2 separate regions of the Oryctolagus cuniculus genome follow, and region 2 is linked to region 1. A link is a contact called in public Hi-C data. All regions are on one chromosome and are shown on one strand. Each heading gives the region's core, a stretch centred on a gene start, on an enhancer-like site or on the middle of the called end of the contact. The rest is flanking DNA. Distances are from core to core; before and after follow the strand shown.

Evidence for each region. Hi-C and Micro-C count contacts between places; a contact is called where the count stands out from the background.
Region 2: a Hi-C map of embryonic fibroblasts shows a contact between it and region 1, with 5 times the contacts expected there. The contact joins the promoter of CHSY1 here to the enhancer-like site in region 1. A contact is called at or near these places in 4 of 6 Hi-C or Micro-C datasets (ear pinna, embryonic fibroblasts, skin fibroblasts and 1 more).

What each region holds. Positions count from the first base shown.
Region 1 is chr12:10,270,673-10,273,731 of mOryCun1.1, reverse strand. LRRK1 (leucine rich repeat kinase 1) reads right to left here. Exons shown (of 33, transcript XM_070053315.1): 12 at 2,255-2,331. Among named protein-coding and RNA genes, the nearest start is that of LRRK1, 83 kb to the right of the region's middle. Within about 2 kb of position 1,266, at least 1 of the 8 cell types and tissues checked has an H3K27ac peak or open chromatin away from gene starts, as enhancers often do.
Region 2 is chr12:10,455,975-10,458,895 of mOryCun1.1, reverse strand. CHSY1 (chondroitin sulfate synthase 1) reads left to right here and starts at 1,484. Exons shown (of 3, transcript XM_070053316.1): 1 at 1,484-1,813. The coding sequence starts at 1,563. It overlaps LOC138844529 (a long non-coding RNA gene), which reads right to left and starts at 1,698. Exons shown (of 7, transcript XR_011380436.1): 1 at 1,560-1,698; 2 at 1,251-1,454; 3 at 1,025-1,151; 4 at 1-50.

The DNA of each region.
Region 1 (3,059 bases), core at 17-2,516:
CACCTCGCCCTTCCTGTCTGGGGCCTCCCGAGTGGCTGCGTCCCCTGGGTGCTGGGCCGCCTCCTCCTGCCCCTCTCCATGGTCCCAGCAGGGGCTGTGCAAGGCGCAGAGACAAGTATCTGGAAGCTTCTATGTGTGCCAGACGTCTGCAGCAGGCACACACCCTGCACACACGCTTTTATAAAAGAATGCTTCAAAAAGTTTGTGAGAAAATGGGATGGAAAGTTAAGCTTATTTTGGTATAAGAATTTTGAGATCTATGCATAGTTGCCTCATAACACGCATTTCCATGGATTTTTTGGAGACCCCTTCAAACACATGAGTCTCAAAAGTACCCTTGTGTGTTTTGTGCATACATGAACACATGCCACCCACACACACGTGCTTGGATGCATTCCTAGTTGACTCACACTAGCTCCAGGAAGGCTCAGCCTACCAGCATAACCAGGATCCCCCGGCTCCTCCCACACACCCTTCGTGGGTCTCTCCTTCCTTCCAAATGCAATCCGTAGGTTTGGACTCCATTTCTCCCAAGGCCCTTTGTTTAAAAAGGGATCGGCTGTGCAACCCGTAAGTGCATTTCCCTATTAGCAGGGATAAAGACGTTGCATCTCTTCCTGGCTGTCTGGACTTCTTACAAACTATCCCTATCTGTAAGTCATTTTTTGCCTACTGGGCTGTCTTTTCCGAATGAGTTTGCAAGCATTCTTTGTATCCGAGGGATGCAAGCCAAAGTGTGTTGCAACCCTGTCATGGTCTGCTTGCGTTACGACTGGTTTATGGTGCCTTTGACTCAGCAAAACTTTTCAGTGTCCACAAAGCCAAAGATTTCCATCTTTTTCCTTGACGATCGCTGGATTGCTCAGCTCGCTCTTAAAGTTCCCTCCCACCTCTCAATGTTACACACAGTCTCTTATGTGTTATTTTCCATTTGTCTTTTACACCTAAACCTGCTGTCGCATGGGCATTTGTGTAACTGAAGCAAAATGAGATTCCCGACACTATTTAACATCGCATTCTTCCCCCTAAATTGGAACGCCACCTTTGTTGTTAATTAATTAAATTCTAACGTTCACTTAGGTCTATTTTTGGATTCTCTTATGTGTCCTACTATAATGTGCTACCTTTTTGATCATAAATAAACACACGTAGCTCTCTGTGACTGATCTACATGCCTATCATACATGTAAACACACACACACACACTCGCTCATTAGGAAGTGCAGCAGGTGCACCGACTTTAGCTCACCTCCTGCCAACATGTGCTGGCATCTACTCCCAGCTCGTGCCTACCTCACACATCTGAGCCTGCCAACATCGATCTATTAAGCTAAAAAAAGCCAATTAATTACATTCAACTGGTGTAAATATTGGTTCCTGTTTTCTGGAGCAGCTTCTATGGGGGTGGCTGGCTCCAGATGTCTTGGCTTCGAGGGTACCAAGGAGGGGTGACTGCTCAGTGGGAGGGCAGGTGCACCTTCCCTGCACCCCACGAAGACAATGCAGAGGGGGAGCCTCTCTCCCTAGGAGCAGCCCTGCCATGCTGGCCGTGTGGTTGGACCAGGACAGCTCCAGAGGAAGCTCCGAGCCTCCCCTCTGCCTGCGGGGCCCTGGGGACTCTAAGAGACACTGCAGTGTGTGTGTCAGAAGCTCTGAACAGTGACGGCCTCCTGCCCCCTGGGCTGGAGCCCCTAGGCCTGGCCTGGGCAGAACCCAGGATCTACCCCAGGCAGCCACAAGACAGTGAACCCCAGTGCTGTGCTCTGGACTGTGTCCCTGTCACCCAGACGCTCGGCGGAAGCCCTAACTCCACAGGCTGATGCCCGGAGTGGGCTCTCTGGGGGGTCGCTAGGTTTAGCTGAGGTCGTGAGGGCGTGGCCTCTTTCCAAGAGGAGGGGAGACGGTGGTGGCGGGGCAGGTTGGGGGGGGTACTCTCCCTGGAGCTGACCACGCTGCTGCTCTCAGCCCGACCTTCTGGCCGCCAGAGCAGACCAAGACGCCCTGGGCACCTGGTCCTCGCGTGCCAGGTGCAGAGAATCAGGGTGGTGCACACCCGGCTCCCCTCAGGAATCCAGGGCTCCTGGGCACCCAGTGTCCACAGGGGACCCGAGCAACAGCCGGTAACTGTTGGCTTCTCCGCCCCACGTGGATATCTGTGCCGGTCCAACAGGGACTGAAGGGAAAGCCCCAAATACACCGCCTGCCCCTCTTCCCACCCTCCCTCCGGCTTCCCACACCCACCACTTCCACGCACCTGCCTCGGGCCCTGAGCGCTGGCGCCCCCTGGTGGTGAAAAAGGAAATGCGCTTCGTCTTAAGCCCATCTTCGTTTCTGTAAGGGGTAAAAAGTCCCAGTGTGAAACAAGCATGACAAGAACACTGCAGCTCCGGCGGTGGCCAGAGGACGCTGAACCGGGAGGAAACGCTACCTGCAGTGTTTGGGACCCTGCAGCTTATGTGGAAGGAGGGCCCACGTGGGGGTCCCGGGAAACCGCCCCAGGCTGCCTGACCCTGGCTGGGTGGGTGGTGGGTGTGCCTGCCCGGGCGTTTCCTCGCCCAGCCGAGCACACCAGAGCCCAGGAGAGCCCCCTCGGGGGGTCAGTCCCCCTGAGTGCTGCAGAACCGGCCCTCAGCAGATGCACGCGGGCGGGGGCTCAGGAAAGTTCGGGCTGCAAAACTTTGTGCACCAAAGTGTGTCTCTCTTTCCATTCCCTTTCCCACGGACTTTCTGCAGTATCTGTGTCAGCGCAGCGAGCGAGTGGCAGAGACTTTGTGACGGTTACAGTTTAGGCTGAAGAGAGCCAGGGACAATCAGACTCGGGCTGCACCGTGTCCCACGCCCGCCCGCTGAAGTCCCGAACCCTTGAACTCAGCTCGGGACAGCTTGAGCCTCCGAATGCGAAAGTCCCAAGTCCAAGGCGTTTTTGCTTCCTACATGTTCTACATGTGGACACGATGCCAAAGTGGATGATGCCACACTTGACCCCAAGGGACGGTCACAAACCCCAGTCACACTAAAAATATCACACGGGGCTGGCGCTGTGGCATTGTGGGGTAAGC
Region 2 (2,921 bases), core at 235-2,734, 180 kb before region 1:
TCCGAAAGCCACGGTCACTTGCCCTTCCTGGCGTCTGACCACAGGAAATGCTGCAAAGAGAAAAAAACAGAACTGAGCAAAATCGGGAGGTCAGCGAGGCCCTTATGGTCAGTTTTCTAGTGGTCAGGGGTAGGATTAGGAAGGGCTCGCCAGAGATGGTGTTAGCAGGCAGTGGACAAAAGCTTCCGAAAGAAGGAGTCGTTATAACTTTCTCAAAAGAGGTGACACTGACAGGGCCGGCACTGTGGTGTAGCAGGTAAAAGCCACCGCCTGCAGAGCCAGCATCCCATATGGGCGCCAGTTTGAGTCCCGGCTGCTCCACTTCTGATCCAGCTCTCTGCTATGGCCTGGGAAAGCAGCAGAAGATGGCCCAAGTCCTTGGGCCCCTGTACCCACATGGGAGACCCGGAAGAAGCTCCTGGCTCCTGGCGTCAGATTGGCGCAACTCTGGCCGTTGTGGCCAATTGCAGAGTGAACCAGCGAATGGAAGACCTCTCTCTCTCTCTCTCTCTCTCTTTCTCTGCTTCTTTCTTTCTCTGTAACTCTTTCAAGTAATTAAATAAATCTTAAAAAAAAAAAAAAGAGGCGTCGCTGAATGGTTTTAGAAAACTATTCCCATTTTTCCAGGGACCCCTGTTTGGGGCGCGATTCCAGGAAATTCTGCCAGCCGTTGGAGGCATGCTGCCCACAAACAATTGAGGTTTTAGCAGGGCTTTCCAAGAAATCGCTGCGAATTATCCAAAATGCTATATCTGTAAATGGCACTCAGTGAATCTCCAACAGGAAAGAAAAAAAAAAAAGAAAAAAACCAGTAACTTGTGTAGGGACAAAGTTGCAGTCGTGAGGAAATGTTCAGAAAGTGGGTAGAGATGGGTTTTAATTATGTGTCCTTGGGACCCACACAGGAAAAGAGAGAGGAAGTCAGATGGTGGCTCTGGCAGTTTTGAGTGAATTTCTAAATAGTCTGGAGTCACCAGGGAGGAGCCCGGGCCAGGATCTGGTTTACCGACAGGAGGGCACAGACCTGGAGCCCCGCAGCACGGCCGAGGTGTGTGTCGCCAGGAGTCTGCCCGGCACAGCTCTGGTCTGGTTCCCCTTCCAGCCACGATGCTGCTTAACACCACGAGGAAGATGGGCAGTGGCAGAGGTTTCTGGTGCAGCCAGTCAAGACCCCAGCGTCACCAGTCACCGAAGTCCTCAGTTTACCTCGGTGCGGCGCCCACAGTCTAACCAGCCCGCCTCCTCCTCACCTTTACAAATGAAGGAGGGAGGGACGGAGGGGGCTGTGGGTGCACTGGGGGTGGGCGTCAGGAGGCCTGCAGGTCCTGGCAGCTCGGGCTGTCTCTGGAGGCGAAGCCATCCTGGGGTTACTGCCACGGAAGTCTCTGGTGCCCTGGATTTGCTCCGGCTGTCTCCTGACCCAGGTCCCTCGTGGAACAATCTGGATCTGTCCCCTAGGGAACCGCTTTGGCTCAGCCACCAGCTGCTCTGGGCAGGGCTTCTCTCCCAGCCACCAGGAAGCAGCCTGACCCACGCCTGCTCTTCCTGCAAGGACTTGCCTTATGGGTTCCTCTGCTGCTCCTGGGGGCTCCGTCAGGCTCAGCCGCGATGGCGAAAAGCTTACCCTTCCACACCGGGAGAGAAAACCCCACGGAGCCTGCGCCCAGGAGCCGAGGGACGGCCACGAGGAATCAGGACAAAGCCTTTGGCATCTGCCATGTCCCCGTCACCCCTGCACCCTTCCCGGTGGGGTCTGCAGAGAGAATGGAGACGCGTGTAGAGCAGGTTGGGAAACAGCAAAGCCGCCCAGGAGGTAACGAAACTGAAAGCTGCATCTCGCCAGCAGGCCGGGCGCTTTCTGTAAACCACCGTGAACCGGGGGGCTGTCGCTGAGCGGGGGCATCTGGTGGCGGCTCTGGGCGTTTGCGGTCTCTGCTCCCACTGGAGACCTCCTCCAACGGTTTCCCAGCCTGTAATTCACGGTTGTATGTTCTGTATTTTTCCCAAGACCACTGCTGCGATCCTATACTCACTGCATAATGAGTATTTTATTTTTAGACGTGGGTCACCTCTTAGGGCGTCTGTGGGAAGGTGAGTAATGGACTATTTTTTGATGCAAGTCACAAATGTCCAAGAGAGCAGTATTGCCCCAAGAATGAACAAGATGACCACCCCTGAGTGGCCGGGAAGGCATCGCCATCTCCCACAGCTCGGTCAAGTGTGTAAAGGGCGCAGCACGGGGCCACACGGACAGGGATACCCACGCCTGCTCTCCACCCCCGAACTTGGGTTCGTCTGCCCGGCGCGGGGCACTATCCTGCTCTCCAAGTTTCCTTAGGCTACTAAGTAGCAAGCCCCCCTGATTACACACGCGCCCGGGCCCTATGCACCCCTCTCAGCTTCCACTGCCCTCGCCGAGTTTCTAGAAGCCGGAATCCCAACCCTGTCTGTACTGTCTGTAGCCCCCGGCATGGCCTTTTTCCAGATGGCCTCCGGCCGGCCGCCTGCTCGCACGGACCGCGCTCCACACCGCGTGCACCGGCTCGCTCTCCGCCCTGGGGCCGCTCCGGAGCTCCAGAGGCGGCGGCCTGCTCGGCCGCCCGGCGGGAACAAAGCTGCAGTGTGGACGGAGCGCGGCGCCCGAGCCGGGAGGTCGGCCCGGCGGCAGGCGAGGGCGTGGCGGCGGGGTTTATCTGAGGACAGCCCCGGCCGGGGCAACGTGCGCTCCGTGGACCGTCCGGTGCCCAGGAAGCCCCCTCTGCGGACCACGCTCCCGCCCGTGCGCCGCGGCGCGCGCTCCGGGCCCTGCGCGTCCTCGGGGGCGCGCCTCGCGCAGGCGGCCGGGACGCGACCGCGGGGTCGGGGCCGCGGGCACCCAGGGCGCTCGCTCGCCGGCCGCGGACGCCCCTCGCGACGCGGCC